Regions from separate parts of the Sus scrofa genome. Here region 1 is linked to region 2. The links are chromatin contacts, called in public HiChIP or PLAC-seq maps. All regions are on one chromosome and are shown on one strand. Each heading gives the region's core, a stretch centred on a gene start, on an enhancer-like site or on the middle of the called end of the contact. The rest is flanking DNA. Distances are from core to core; before and after follow the strand shown.

Region 1 (6,373 bases), core at 2,646-5,145, 140 kb after region 2:
AGCAGTGTAGAGGTGTGACCAGTGGCAGGAGTACAGATGAGAAGGGGCTGCAGTAGTCTGAGGATTGCTACCTGGGCTTTTTAGGACCCTGCAGTGGGAAGGAGGTGAGGACCTGGACTGGGGAGCTGGGCCTGAGGTGGAGGTGGCAGCTCTGGCTAGCTGGTTGGATCTGGGGGGTGAGAAATGAAGGATGGATAGATGACTGTGGCTATGCCATTAACCAGGATAGGACACTTGAGAGGAATGGATTTGGTGGGGGAATAAGGATGAGATAATGAACTCAGTTTGGGACCAGGCGAGTGAAGTGTGCTGGGCTGTGTGGGAGTCACCTGGGCAGTTGATTAGAGGTCTGGCTTTCAGATACCAGTGTAAGACTGCAGATAGTGATAAGGAAGGTGACAGCACAGAGGTTGCCAGATGCTCTAAAAAGAGATGAGTTACCCTGGTGGAGCAGAGGACAGAGTTCTTGGGAATAATAATGCTTCAAGGCATTCAGTCTTCTAAATCAGACTTGACAGAGGTTTGCCTGAGGGTTTATGGAGACTGTGTGAATCTTTGTTTCCTTTGCCATGTGCATGCCTGACAATTTTCAGTTCAAGTTTTTCAACTCATTTGTTTTTGCTGACATGCTGTGGTACAAAGTGAATAGGAAGTTTTGGAACTGGATGGACCTGGGTTCCTGCTCCTAGATCCCTGGCCAAGGATGAAGCAGTGGAAGTTCTCTGACTCTGGTTCCTGCTGTGTAGAAGAGGGAGATGAAACCTAACACTCACAGAGTGTTAGCTTTGCAACATGATACGTGCCTGCTTGCTAACATAAAAACATGTAACCCCAGCCTTACAGTATGTTATATAAACTAAACCAAAAGGCCTCTCTGTGACAGACACATCATGTATAAAATTTATAATCTTTAGGCCCTGACAGCATATTTTAAACTGAAAATTGTGGTTCGGTTTTCATGTTTGCACTGGTTCTGGTAATTCAACTATTAAAAAGTGGACTAGAAAGCTCTAGATGACAGGGCACATTTGTCTTCTCACCCTGACTTTAAAAAAAAAAAAAAGGCTAGTATACAAATGACAAATACTAGATGAGCTCAAGCTTTCAAAAACGCATTATCATTTTCACAGTCATCTAATTTAGAGACAGTGGAACAAATCCAAGTAACAATTTTATTTTAGTCTACAGCACAATTTTTTATATACATTTTAGTGGTTTTTGACAGTGTTACTTTAGAGCAGACTTCAAATGAATCCACAAAAGTTAATATATTAAAAATTAAATATACACAATAAAACAACAGGCATCCAGATGTTCAGAATCATGCAGAAGGGGTGGTCTGGACGGTGTTATGACTGGGTACCTTGCCTATTTAAGAATTCACCAGCAAAAAAGCAGTTCTTCTGTTCTTCTTTCCCATGTAATTTACCAAAGTCAGAGATTTCTAAACACACACACAAAATAAACCCTCATTTAAAGCCACATCAGTACAATATTTCAATTAATTGAATTTGATATACTGTCAAGCCAACAAGTCCAATGATCAAACCCATTACTGGAAAACAGGCTATCAGCACCTGATATAAAGGCAAGGTTATCTCATTTATTAAAACACCACCAGGAGATTAACCAACAAAGCAACTGATATGTTAATCTTAATATAAGACACTGAGGGAAAACCAAAAACAACATATTAAATACCACTCCACTGAGTCAGGATACAACCCATGGACTACAGGCACATGAGTTTTTATCTGCCAAACAAGGCTTTAAATATTTTTTTTTATGAAAAAGAAAAAAGTATATCAAGAAATGCAAAGGAAAGGTAGAAATGTGAATTTATGCATCTAGTTCCACAATTTAAAATGAATATCAAACTGATAATGTACAGCTAAGTGACAATGACTTAACCATTAGGCACCAAACAGGCATGACCACTATTCTCTGTAATCAGAATGCTCTTCAGGAGTTTTCTATGGATGGCCAATCCAACAATACTCTAATACAGACTGAATAGGCATCCGCTGTTGAGAAAAGACCCTGAAGAAAACATGGCAAAGGCATAGAGAAAAGGTTGAATCTTTTGAAAAAGTTTATATCAAAATACTTTTCCATCACTGGGACACCTAACTAGGTCAAGTATATGACCCAAAGCAGCACGGAATTCGGAGTCAGAGGTTGGCAGAAAAGTTTTGGAAAACTTGCAGTTTTTAAAAATTGGCAATTTCTCCATGCTTCACAAAACTATCAGAAGAGGTATAATGTTTGTTCTCTTGTGGAATGTTGACAGCTTGCTGCAAAAATTCACATGAATGAGGAACCGCAGAGATGCGCTTCAATGAATTATTTTTTTAAAAAATTTACAAAAAACTGAAGTTTCTATTTTAAAAAATAACCACGTTATGCCAAGATGAAACATGGTAAAAAGTAGTGTAAGTTCTGTCCATGATTCTTTACACGGCTAATGGGAAAGTGATAGAAATCATTTTCTCTTAAAAAGGAAGTTTTGTTATTGCACTGACTTTTACAACCTGACCTGGTAATTTAGAAAAATCATGTAGTAAAATCTGTAAAATTAAAATACAAAATTCTGGTTTGTAAACATCAGCTGGCCAAGCCTATCCAGAGTCCTTCATAATAGTGGAATGGAATGAATAATTAAGTCACAACTTTACTTATTTGCTGTGAGGGGGAAAACTCCAGAACACAGCTTTTGTACTTTCACAGTAATTATATTCAAAAGATATAAAGAAAGTCAGTGCAGTTGTCTTCTTTGTTGTTTTTTCCTCCGTGCAGTTTTCAGGTCTGACCTCACTCTTTTAAGTGCCATAATTGAAATAATACTGGTTTGGAGACCTAGTACAGATTGGTCATAAATGTCGCATAAAGTCTGTAGGGCTTCGGTAAAGATATTTCCAAATGGCATAGTAATGCACTGCAGCTGCCGTGGCCACAAACAGGTGCCAGATGGCATGGGCAAATGGAATGATGCCATCGCTCTTGAAGAATACAACTCCCAGGCAATAAATTAAGCCCCCACAGGCAAGTTCGTGGAGTCCGTCAGTGTTATTCTGTCAACAGAGGAAAAAAATAAAAAGGTTTTGATGTTACTCTGATGTGACAAGCTAAAGAGATCACTGCAATTCCCCCTAAGCCTCCTAACTGTCTAGACAATGAAGTAGCTCTGCGTAGACAGAACCCTGACCTGTAAACATGAACTACACTTAAATTGACCTAGATTACCCTCTGGATCAGTGTCTTGACCTGACTGAGCGGTCAAGTTACAGGTCCCATGGTAAAAAGTGGTACCTCCTGCTCATTTATAGCAAGTTTAAGCAGACTGTGATTGCATCTAAAATGAATGATAATTTGTTTTAATAAAGTACAGTCCTCGGCTTTCATCTTCCCGTTTAAGAGCTTTTTTTCCCTACTAAGGCACGCCCACACCACTCCATTTATAATCCACCTCTCAGCCTGGTTTCCACTCCTTTGTCTTCCTCAAACTCTGTTCTACACTAATTACTTTTCTGAGACTCTCCCCCTGCTTCGGTGAGCTTACTGCTTCTTCATGGCTAACACAGGAAAATCCAGCTAGGAGTGACCTCTGAGACCTGAGACCACATGGCATATTTCCTAACTTTCTGGATGTTCCCAGGCCTTTTTGTCTTTGCACCTGGGAGTTTCTTAGCTTAGCAGGAAATTAACAGCCTTGTGTGTTTTAGCATAAAAAGGAGAACGCGTAGACTACTTTTGGTTTTCAAAGACCTTGGCCCATTTATAAGATTAAAATTGGGCTGTATGAATGAGAGGGGAAGAGAACAGAGGCAGGCTTAGGAAGCTGATAGAGAAACAAGTTGGGATTCCTGGAGACTAGGAATAGAAAGGTATCAGGTTCTGTAGGGTGAGTGGAAACTTAAGCCAGATTGTGGCATGGCCTTGGATGGGGAGAGGTGTATGGATAACCTAGAGGACTGGGCACTGGGTGGCTGTGACTTTGGGAGCCTTGGAGCAGATCCCCGTGGCCAAGTTCAACAGGGAACATGGGGAAGCCTCGTTGTAACCACTTGCTTGAAGGGTCCCATGGGCCTAGGCCAGAGCAATGGCAGTCACGGACGATGTGTGCCAAGAACCAGGCCTGAGGATCCAGGGCCAGGGTGAGGATCTGCCGTATTTTTCAAGTTCACATAAGCACCATGGTTTTTGTAATTTTCAAGTTCACATAAGCACCATGGTTTTTGTAGGATAAAATAATGAGGGAAGGAGCCAATTCAAAATGACAGATACCAGATTTCTCATTAACCTCGCTAAGGTAGGACATCAGCCAGATTTCGTTTTCCTTAAAAAGGAAAACAAGCAAAACAAACCACCATACACACTCATTATTTCCTAAAGGTTACAAAGCAATTGATATTCTATAATTATACGCAATTCTCTGTGTATGTGTATTAGGGGCATTTTCCTAAGAGAGGAGGTTTTCATGGGATTCTCACAGGGGCATCTACTCCTCAGTGAGGAGTCACTCAACTAACTCCTATTGATTGATTGATTGATTGACAGATTGACTGCTTTTTAGGGCTGCACTTGTAGCATATGGAAATTCCCAGACTAGGCATCAAATTGGAGCTACAGCTGCCGGCCTACAGAGCAGCCACAGCAACGAGGGATCTGAGCTGTGTCTGCCACCTGCACCACAGCTCATAGCAACGCCAGATCCCCAACCCACTGAGAAAGGCCAGGGATCGAACCTGCATTCTCACGGATCCTAGTTGGGTTCCTTAACCACTGAGCCACGAAGGGAACTTCCCAAACCTCCTTATTTTAGATGAAGACACTAAGAAGGTCAGAGAAACGAGTAACCTGAACAAAGTCACACAGCTGCTCGATGCCCCAAAGACACTGTTCCTTTTTCTTCTGCTAAAACAATATATGAGAGACCAAACCAAGTGCACAGGCTGGTTCTGACACACATTCTGTTAATAGACGGTTAGTTCTTCAGGACAGCACATCTGCTTTATCAACCCTCAAAGAACAAGAACATAGTTAAACCTAGAGCAAACAAAACCAGCTATGTTTTCTTCATTATCAATGTCAATATGTTTCTGTGTATCAGGCCCTGTTTGAAACCCTCATTTAATATTTCAGTATTATTTTAATCTCAACTTTATAGATGAGAAAGCCAGAACACAGAGAGGGTAAATTACTTGCCCAAAGCTATGAGGCTTTTAAGTGTCAGAATCATGATTTGAACAAAGAACCAAGGTGGTCTATCTCCTGAACTTATGTTCCTTTTTTGGGGGGGGGCGGTCATTTAAAAAACAGATGATTAATTTACACAGGGTAATGCATAGATCTTAAGTGAACAGTAAGAGTTTTGATAAAATGCACACATGTATGTAAACCATTCCACCCCATCAAGATACTCACGCTCATGTATCCTAACACCCCACAAAGTTCTCTGATGCCCCTTCCCCATCCTGGACAATCCCGTCCACCAAGGCAACCACTTTTCTTATTGCTTTTACCGCAAACTAAGCTTGTTCTAGAACCTCACATGAATGGAATTATACTCTATGTACATTTTTGTGTCTGGCTTCATTTTTTTGAAATGAACAGTGTACAATGTTTTTGAGATTCATGAATGTGCTACTGTGTACCAAGTCATTCTTTTTTTTCTATTACTTAGTATCCCATTGATTTATTTAACATCATTTGATTATCCTTTCCATTTGAGGGGTATCATGAATAAATTTAATATGTATATTATTTTACAAGTCCTTTTGTAGATACATGCTGTTGTTTCTGTTGGATAATACTGCTTGAGTCATAAAGGTATGCTTAATTTTATTTATTTATTTATTTATTTTTTGGTGCATCTGTGGCCTAAGTTCCTGGGCCAGAGATTGAACCTTAACCACAGGAGTGACAATGCCAAGTCCTTAACCTGCTGAGCCACCAAGGAACTCCATTTTTTAATCATAAACTGCTAAACAAATTTCAAAGTGGTTATACCATTTCAAACTCCAGCAATGAACTAGGGTTCTAATTATTTCACATCCTTGCTGATATTTGGTGGCATCAGTCTTAATTTTAATCATTCTGTAGGGGGTGTAGTAGTGGCATGCTGAGGTATTAATTTTCATATCCCTGACTTCCCTGATGACTAGTGACACTGAGAACTTATCCAAGGGCTACTGGATACTTGAATACCTTTTTCTTTGTCAAGTGTCTGTTGAAGTGTTCTACTCTTTTTTTTTATAGAATTAGCTTTTTTACTACTGATTGGGAGTGCTTTATATATTTGAGATACATTCTTTGTCGGATATACACAGAGAAAACAAATATTTTCTCCCAGTCTGGGGCTTGACTATTCATT
Region 2 (6,312 bases), core at 1,116-3,615:
TAACCCACTGAGCAAGGGCAGGGACCAAACCCACAACCTCATGGTTCCTAGTCGGATTTGTTAACCACTGCGCCAAGACAGGAACTCCTGTGTTACCTTTTTAAACTATTCTCTGCCTTATGGTCTCTCTCTACTGTGAATATCTGCCACGGTGCATTATCATCCTCTTAGGCACTTAATTGCATGCTGTCTCATTATTTAACACTTTCCAAGTGTCTATCTTGTTTGCCTAACCTGACTGTATTCCTTTTGAGTTCAGGGGTCATGAATGTCTTCCATATTCCTCCAAGAGCCCTCGTGCTTCCACATATAGAAGGAGTCTAATATGTATCGGATGTACGGATGAAGAAATAGCACATAAATGTGGTTCTGCCAAAATGACGTCACTGATCTTTCACCATAACTTAAGTTGTTTTTCTAGTCGTAGAGATGGATTTTTCCTGATCTGATGCTCTTACTCACTGCCTCACTGCAAAGGTGTACATTGCAGGAAAAAATGCACTTATACTAGCTGCATAATTTGGGGCAAACCAAAATCTATCACTCAATCCACACCTGGGAAAAAAAAAGACAGTAAAAGCAATAGTAATAATAGAAGCACTGTGAGGGGCATTGTGTTTGCCTCTCCACATCTGTATCCAGTATGTTTGCTTGTTCCCTCTAGCTCCCCTCAAAACACATGGGATTAATCCAAATGAATCAGCATAATTCCATCTCCTGCCATGGTTGTTGGTTCAGATGTGGGCCCTTGCCCCAATTCAGGCCAATAGTACAGGAAAGATGTCTGCTTGCTGACTCTGTGAAAGAAGCATTTTCATTAAGTGAGAACTTCCCAAAACTTTAGATGAAGCTGACCACTTGGAAGGCATGGCAGACAGATGGAAGGAAACCAGGTCCTAGCAATATTGTTTAGCTGTTGAATCAAACCATCCCTGAAGTCCATCCTATCCTGGACTTCAGTTAAATGAGTTTCCTGTTCAAGCCACTTAGAGTTGGATTTTTGTGTTACTGGCAACCAAATATATTATAACTGGTCGACATATAATAACCATAATGACAATAATAGCTGGGTTACAAACTCACAGAGTAATTGGGAGGGTAAAGGTTAATTACAGATCCAAAAGTGCTCTATAGGCTTTATCTTGTAAATGTTTGTGGCTGAGAGGCCCTCCCTCTGTTACGTTGTCTCCCTTAAGATATAAAACTGAGAGAGGATCTTAAATATGTAGAAGCCTTGTTGGATGGGTATCTTGGGAATTACAGTTTTTCTCAAGAGTTTCTCAGAAAGCTTGAAACACTACAATAAAGCTGAGCAGAATAAAGTGTAGCAAATAGGGCACATAACAAACCTTCTAGAAGGAAATGATTTACATGAAACCTGGTGCCCAGCACAGAGTAAGTGCTAAAAAAACTCTTTTAGATTTTATTTTTAAAAATAAATTAATCACACAGGGTACCACATTTAAGTTACCAAAGGGTGTAAGTGTAAAATCAATCTTTCTTCTTCTCCTGACCCCCTCAACCACGTCTTTCTTTGCATTTCTTGTGCCTATTTCCAGAGCTATACATTTATGAATATATATAATATATATGAGTGTGTGTGTGTGTGTATATATATATGACACAAATGTTAACAACTCATCCACAATGTTGTGCCCCATTTTATATTTTTTTTTTAGATCACAGTGTATCTTGGAGGTCTCTCCACATCAGAATCTATAGAGTTCATTACTTTGTAACCAGTGCAGACAATTCCAAACATAGCCCTAAACTAACTTCTGTTTCCATGAATTTGACCAGATTTACTGTTGGACATTTAAGAGCAGTTCCCATCCTCTGCTATGTCAAACAGTGGTGTCATGATTACCCTTCTAGGGAGACTTTTCATAGAAGTGGGACCGCATCTGTAGGATCAATTCTGGGTAGTGGAATTGCTGATTCAAACAAAAGGCTTATGTTCAGTAACTTTGTTTTCATTTTTGAATTCATGAAATGTTAAATTCGATGAATTCGCGAGCAGGCGCCGCAACACCTCTTCAAAGCTGCGGGTTCCATGTTGGGGTGAAGATCGCGGTATCCGCAGAGTAAGCTCTGGGTCTCCCGCCCCCGGGCTCAGCCACGCCCGTCCGCCGACCCTCCATTAGCAGGCGCAGAGCTTGCAGCCCCGGCAGAGGAGCCGCACGTGCGATTCCACGTGAGGCATCCAGCGGCGCGCAGAGGAGATGTGCGCCTGCGCCGGCCTCGGGAAAAGTAGGTCAGACTCCTCCTGTCACGTGACCAGCTCCCCTCAGCTACCCCGGCACCTCCCGCTGGAGCGCAGCCGGCAGGCGCTCCGCAGCCAACGTGACGGCCGGGCGCGGCGGGGCGGGCGGGGTCCGCGGGCTCTCGGCGCCGGAAAGGATTTGCCGGTTCTCCTCCCTCTGGGGCGCTCCGCTCCGAAGTCGGGCGGGCAAATGGAGCGCCGCGCAGTGCCTCTGGGAGCGGGATGGAGATGACCCACACAGGAAAGCGGGCTCACGTTCCTGACATCCGCACGCGGCTTTCTGAAGCAATGCTGCCTGTAAAGAGGAAAGGTCACATTGCGTTGCGGTGTCAACAGAATCCCATCGATTCTTTGCGGTTCCTGTTTGTTATAAAGGAACTCAGCCATACATGGAAACGAACTTTGTCAAAGGAAATAGAAAAGAATGTGAAAGGCTTCTGGACATTTGCAGCAATCTTCTTACGCCCCCCATTTCTCATCTTCTACCCACTGCCCTCCTTGCCACTTCCACCCCTCCCCCACATGTCCCCACAAGGATTTTAAGCACATTTCTCACCTTCCACTAGAGATTTAAGAGGTGATAGTGGTGCTGATGGGCCTGGGGGTGTGAAGGCGGCCCTGAATCAACTGAAGCCTGAGTTTTATGTATTTGGAGTTAATTTTAGGTCTTGCCCCCTCCCTTTCTGCTTTTTAACTTGTTGCACAACGGGCTCTGCCACAGTGGGTTGCAATCCAGTGGAAGAAGAGGAAGCCAAGTCAATGGGCTACGCTGCCGTCGGCTGTAAATCCTTGACAGAGGTGTGCCCAGGTGTTATATAAGCACAGGGAAGGGGCACCCAAGCGCAGGGGTGGGTACCCTCAGTCTGGAAGGCTAAGTGGGAGTTAGCTGGCAGAAAAGTAAGGCAGGGGGGTGGAGAAGTGTTCCAAACAAAGGGAACTACTAATAGTTACATAATATTTCCCTCATGGAGTCCTTTACTATAATTGTCTTAGCCAGCACATGTAGTTGGAATGTATACAGTTTCCATTTATGTTATTCTAAACCAGTCTTTAATGAACATAGTTGTGCACAACGCTTTTACCCCTCCATTTTAAAGTAAATCCTAGGAATAGGATGGCTAGAAAGAAGGCAGAAATATTTTGTAACTTCTTTTTTATTTTTCTTTTTTGGCTACATCATGGGGTGCCCAAATTCCCAGGTCAGGGGTTGAACCTGCAACACAGCAGCAACCCAAGCTACTGCAGTGACAACTGCTGGATCCTTACCCCACTGAACCCCCAGGGAACTCCTGTAACTTCTGATAAAGCACTGTCAAACTATTTTCCAAAAAAAAGTTGTAGTAATTTGTAGCAATGTAGAATTTAAATACTTAGTGTTCAGGCAGTAAATTGCCTGCTACTCATTTCAAATCAATGAAGCTTAATGAAATGAACCCATGATTTACTAGAATGCCATAAATCATAATACATTGCATGTGTAGTTTTTGTGACCCATGATACAATTCTAATTGAATTCAAGTTTGAAAAATGGAAAAAAAATTGGCAGATCAGTGCATTTCCGCCTTATGGGGAACTGGGTAGCAACGTACGAGGGAAGGGAAGGATAAGAGTGATACCTACTAAAGAAGCACTAATGCTCTCTCTGATTGCTCCTTTCTTGTGAATCAAGAGAACAGAGAAAGTAGCTTCACACAAGCCAGAACAAGATTAGAAGTTTCCACACCTCTCTGAAAATGTCAGAAAAGCAGCAGAATCAAAGAAGCCCTGAGACTGACCTGAAAGGCCACTATAACTTATAGGAAGAAGGTCATGAGTCTGGGTACTAAGTTCCAGAAACCTGCATGCTTCCCAGCTTGCTCTCTGTTGGCATCTGTACCTGCAAGGAAAAAACAAAGCTGTGACACTCAAAAGGACATTTAGGGGAAAGTAATTTAGGTAATGTGGACAATGAAAGCAGGACATATCTTACTTTTTTGCCTGTATTGAGCTAGATGGTTAAGGTAACCAGAAGCCTGGTGCAGTTACGATTTTGCAGACATGATTATAGTTCATATTGTGGTTGCTTCCCTAATATCCATTCTGCGTGTTATACTTTGAGGGGCAGGACTTACCTCCCCTCAGCCCTCAGACCTTGATTGAATTAACAAATCATTGTAGTCCCATTGCTCTTCTTATGGGGATTAAAAGAGTTAATTCAGCAAAAGCACTTAGAAGGCTGGCTGGCACATGTTAAGAGCTGGAGAACATTTGTTGTTGATACTGCTGTTGTTATTATTAGTGTAACAATGACTGTTCAATCAGAAGAAGCCTGAACTTGTTTTTAGTGGTTACAGGATGACATTCTTTATCCTTGGATGGGGATAAAGAAACATATGTAACTACTGATGCTGTCTTTCTACCTTAAGGGAAGCCAACCCAACCATACACCTGATAAATAAGGAGGGGCAGAGGAGGCCTCACCCTGATCAAACTTCCCTTGCAGCCTGCACTACCTCTATTTCATTTGTTTGAGTCAAACACATCCCATTTGTTACTTCAGTCATTAGAGTTAGATTACCTGTTATTTGCCAGCAGAACCTCCTAAAGTGATACCATGCCTAAGTGATACCAGGCCAAAGTCCTTATTCTAACTAAAGGGTCAAAATGATGACAGGGGCATTCCCTTCTGAGCATGAACTTGTTAAAGAATAGGATTAAATCTTACCTCCATGGCAGATGAATACATTGATCCAATGCATTCATTTTATAGGGGAACCCCAATAAAAAAAAACCACTGAGTGGTAAGGCTGGTGGCTCCAAGAGCAGATATTCATTTTCTCACAGTTCTGGAGGCTAGAAGTCTGAGATCAAGGTGTTAGCAAAGTTATTTCTTCTGAGATCTCTCATCTTGGCTTGTAGATGGCTGTCTTCTCCCTGTGTTGTTTTTTGTTTTTTGTTGTTTTGTTTTGTTTTGTTTTTGCTTTTAGGGCCTCACCTGTGGCATACAGAGGTTCCCAGGCTAGAGGTCCAATCAGAGCTGTAGCTGCTGGCCTCTGCCACAAACACAGCAAAGCAAGATCCAGAGCCACGTCTGAGACCTACACCACAGCTCACGCAATGCTGGATCCTTAACCCACTGAGCAAGGCCAGGGATCAAATCTGCATCCTCATGGATGCTAGTCAGACTTGTTAACCACTGAGCCACAACAGGAACTCCTTCTCCCTATGTTTTCATATGAACTTCCCTTGGTGTGTGACTCCTAATTTCCTCTTCTTATGAGGATACCATTCGTATTGGATTAGTACTCACCCTCATGACCTTATTTTAACTAACTTACCTCTTTGAAGATCCTAGTTCCAAATACAAACACATTCTGAGGTGCTGGGGTCTGGGAATTAATAACATGAAATTGGCAGAGGTGGGGGCACAATTCAGCTCATAACTTCCAAGATATGAATGATATAATGTGGATTATTTAATATCAGACTTTAAGTCTTATTCTAGTTGTTGTTTCAGGGGCGTGCGTGCGTGCGTGTGTGTGCATGTGCGTGCGTGTGCGTGTGTGTGTGTGTGTGTGTGTGTGTGTGTGTGTGTGGCTGAGGAAGGGACAGAGAGACTGAGGTTGGAAGAGCATGCTTCTGAGTATAGATCCAGAAAACCTGCACACAGTGAAGCTCAGGGTAAATCTTCTCTTAAATATCTGTTCTCAAGGGACACTTTACATTGATAACAGGAAGGTAAATGTAAAGGTAGCTTTGGTTATTTTACTCTTTGTGAAGAAGGGCAACTTTGCTAAAGAATCTTCTTCAGGCAGACCTTTTTTTTTTTTTTTTCCCTCTTAACACTTCTTGGTGTTAGAATGGTGGGGAGGAAGGAGGCTGAGGCTGGAGCAATGAGATTGAAAGTAGAGTTCATTGACCAACGGAGTGAGTTAGGAGCTCAAGCAAGACTCAGGCTCCTCCCCACAAGGGAGTGCTTGGTTTTTTATAGACAGGTGTCATTTTGTTAAGCCATGTAGTCTGCAGGCTTGGGGCTGTCTTTGTTCTAGGGAACTCTATCCATTATATGG

Evidence for each region. HiChIP or PLAC-seq counts read pairs in DNA pulled down with a chosen protein or histone mark.
Region 1: a contact with region 2 is called in an H3K27ac HiChIP or PLAC-seq map of skeletal muscle. The contact joins two enhancer-like sites. A contact is called at or near these places in 1 of 47 Hi-C or Micro-C datasets (skeletal muscle) and 1 of 2 datasets of contacts at active chromatin or transcription factors (skeletal muscle).

What each region holds. Positions count from the first base shown.
Region 1 is chr12:31,694,691-31,701,063 of Sscrofa11.1, forward strand. MMD (monocyte to macrophage differentiation associated) reads right to left here. Exons shown (of 7, transcript NM_001044595.2): 7 at 1,159-3,071. The coding sequence ends at 2,871. Among named protein-coding and RNA genes, the nearest start is that of MMD, 26 kb to the right of the region's middle. Within about 2 kb of position 3,896, at least 5 of the 83 cell types and tissues checked have an H3K27ac peak or open chromatin away from gene starts, as enhancers often do. A contact at or near this core is called in skeletal muscle, where this site is marked.
Region 2 is chr12:31,558,121-31,564,432 of Sscrofa11.1, forward strand. No RefSeq gene overlaps it. Among named protein-coding and RNA genes, the nearest start is that of HLF, 28 kb to the right of the region's middle. Within about 2 kb of position 2,366, at least 48 of the 83 cell types and tissues checked have an H3K27ac peak or open chromatin away from gene starts, as enhancers often do. A contact at or near this core is called in skeletal muscle, where this site is marked.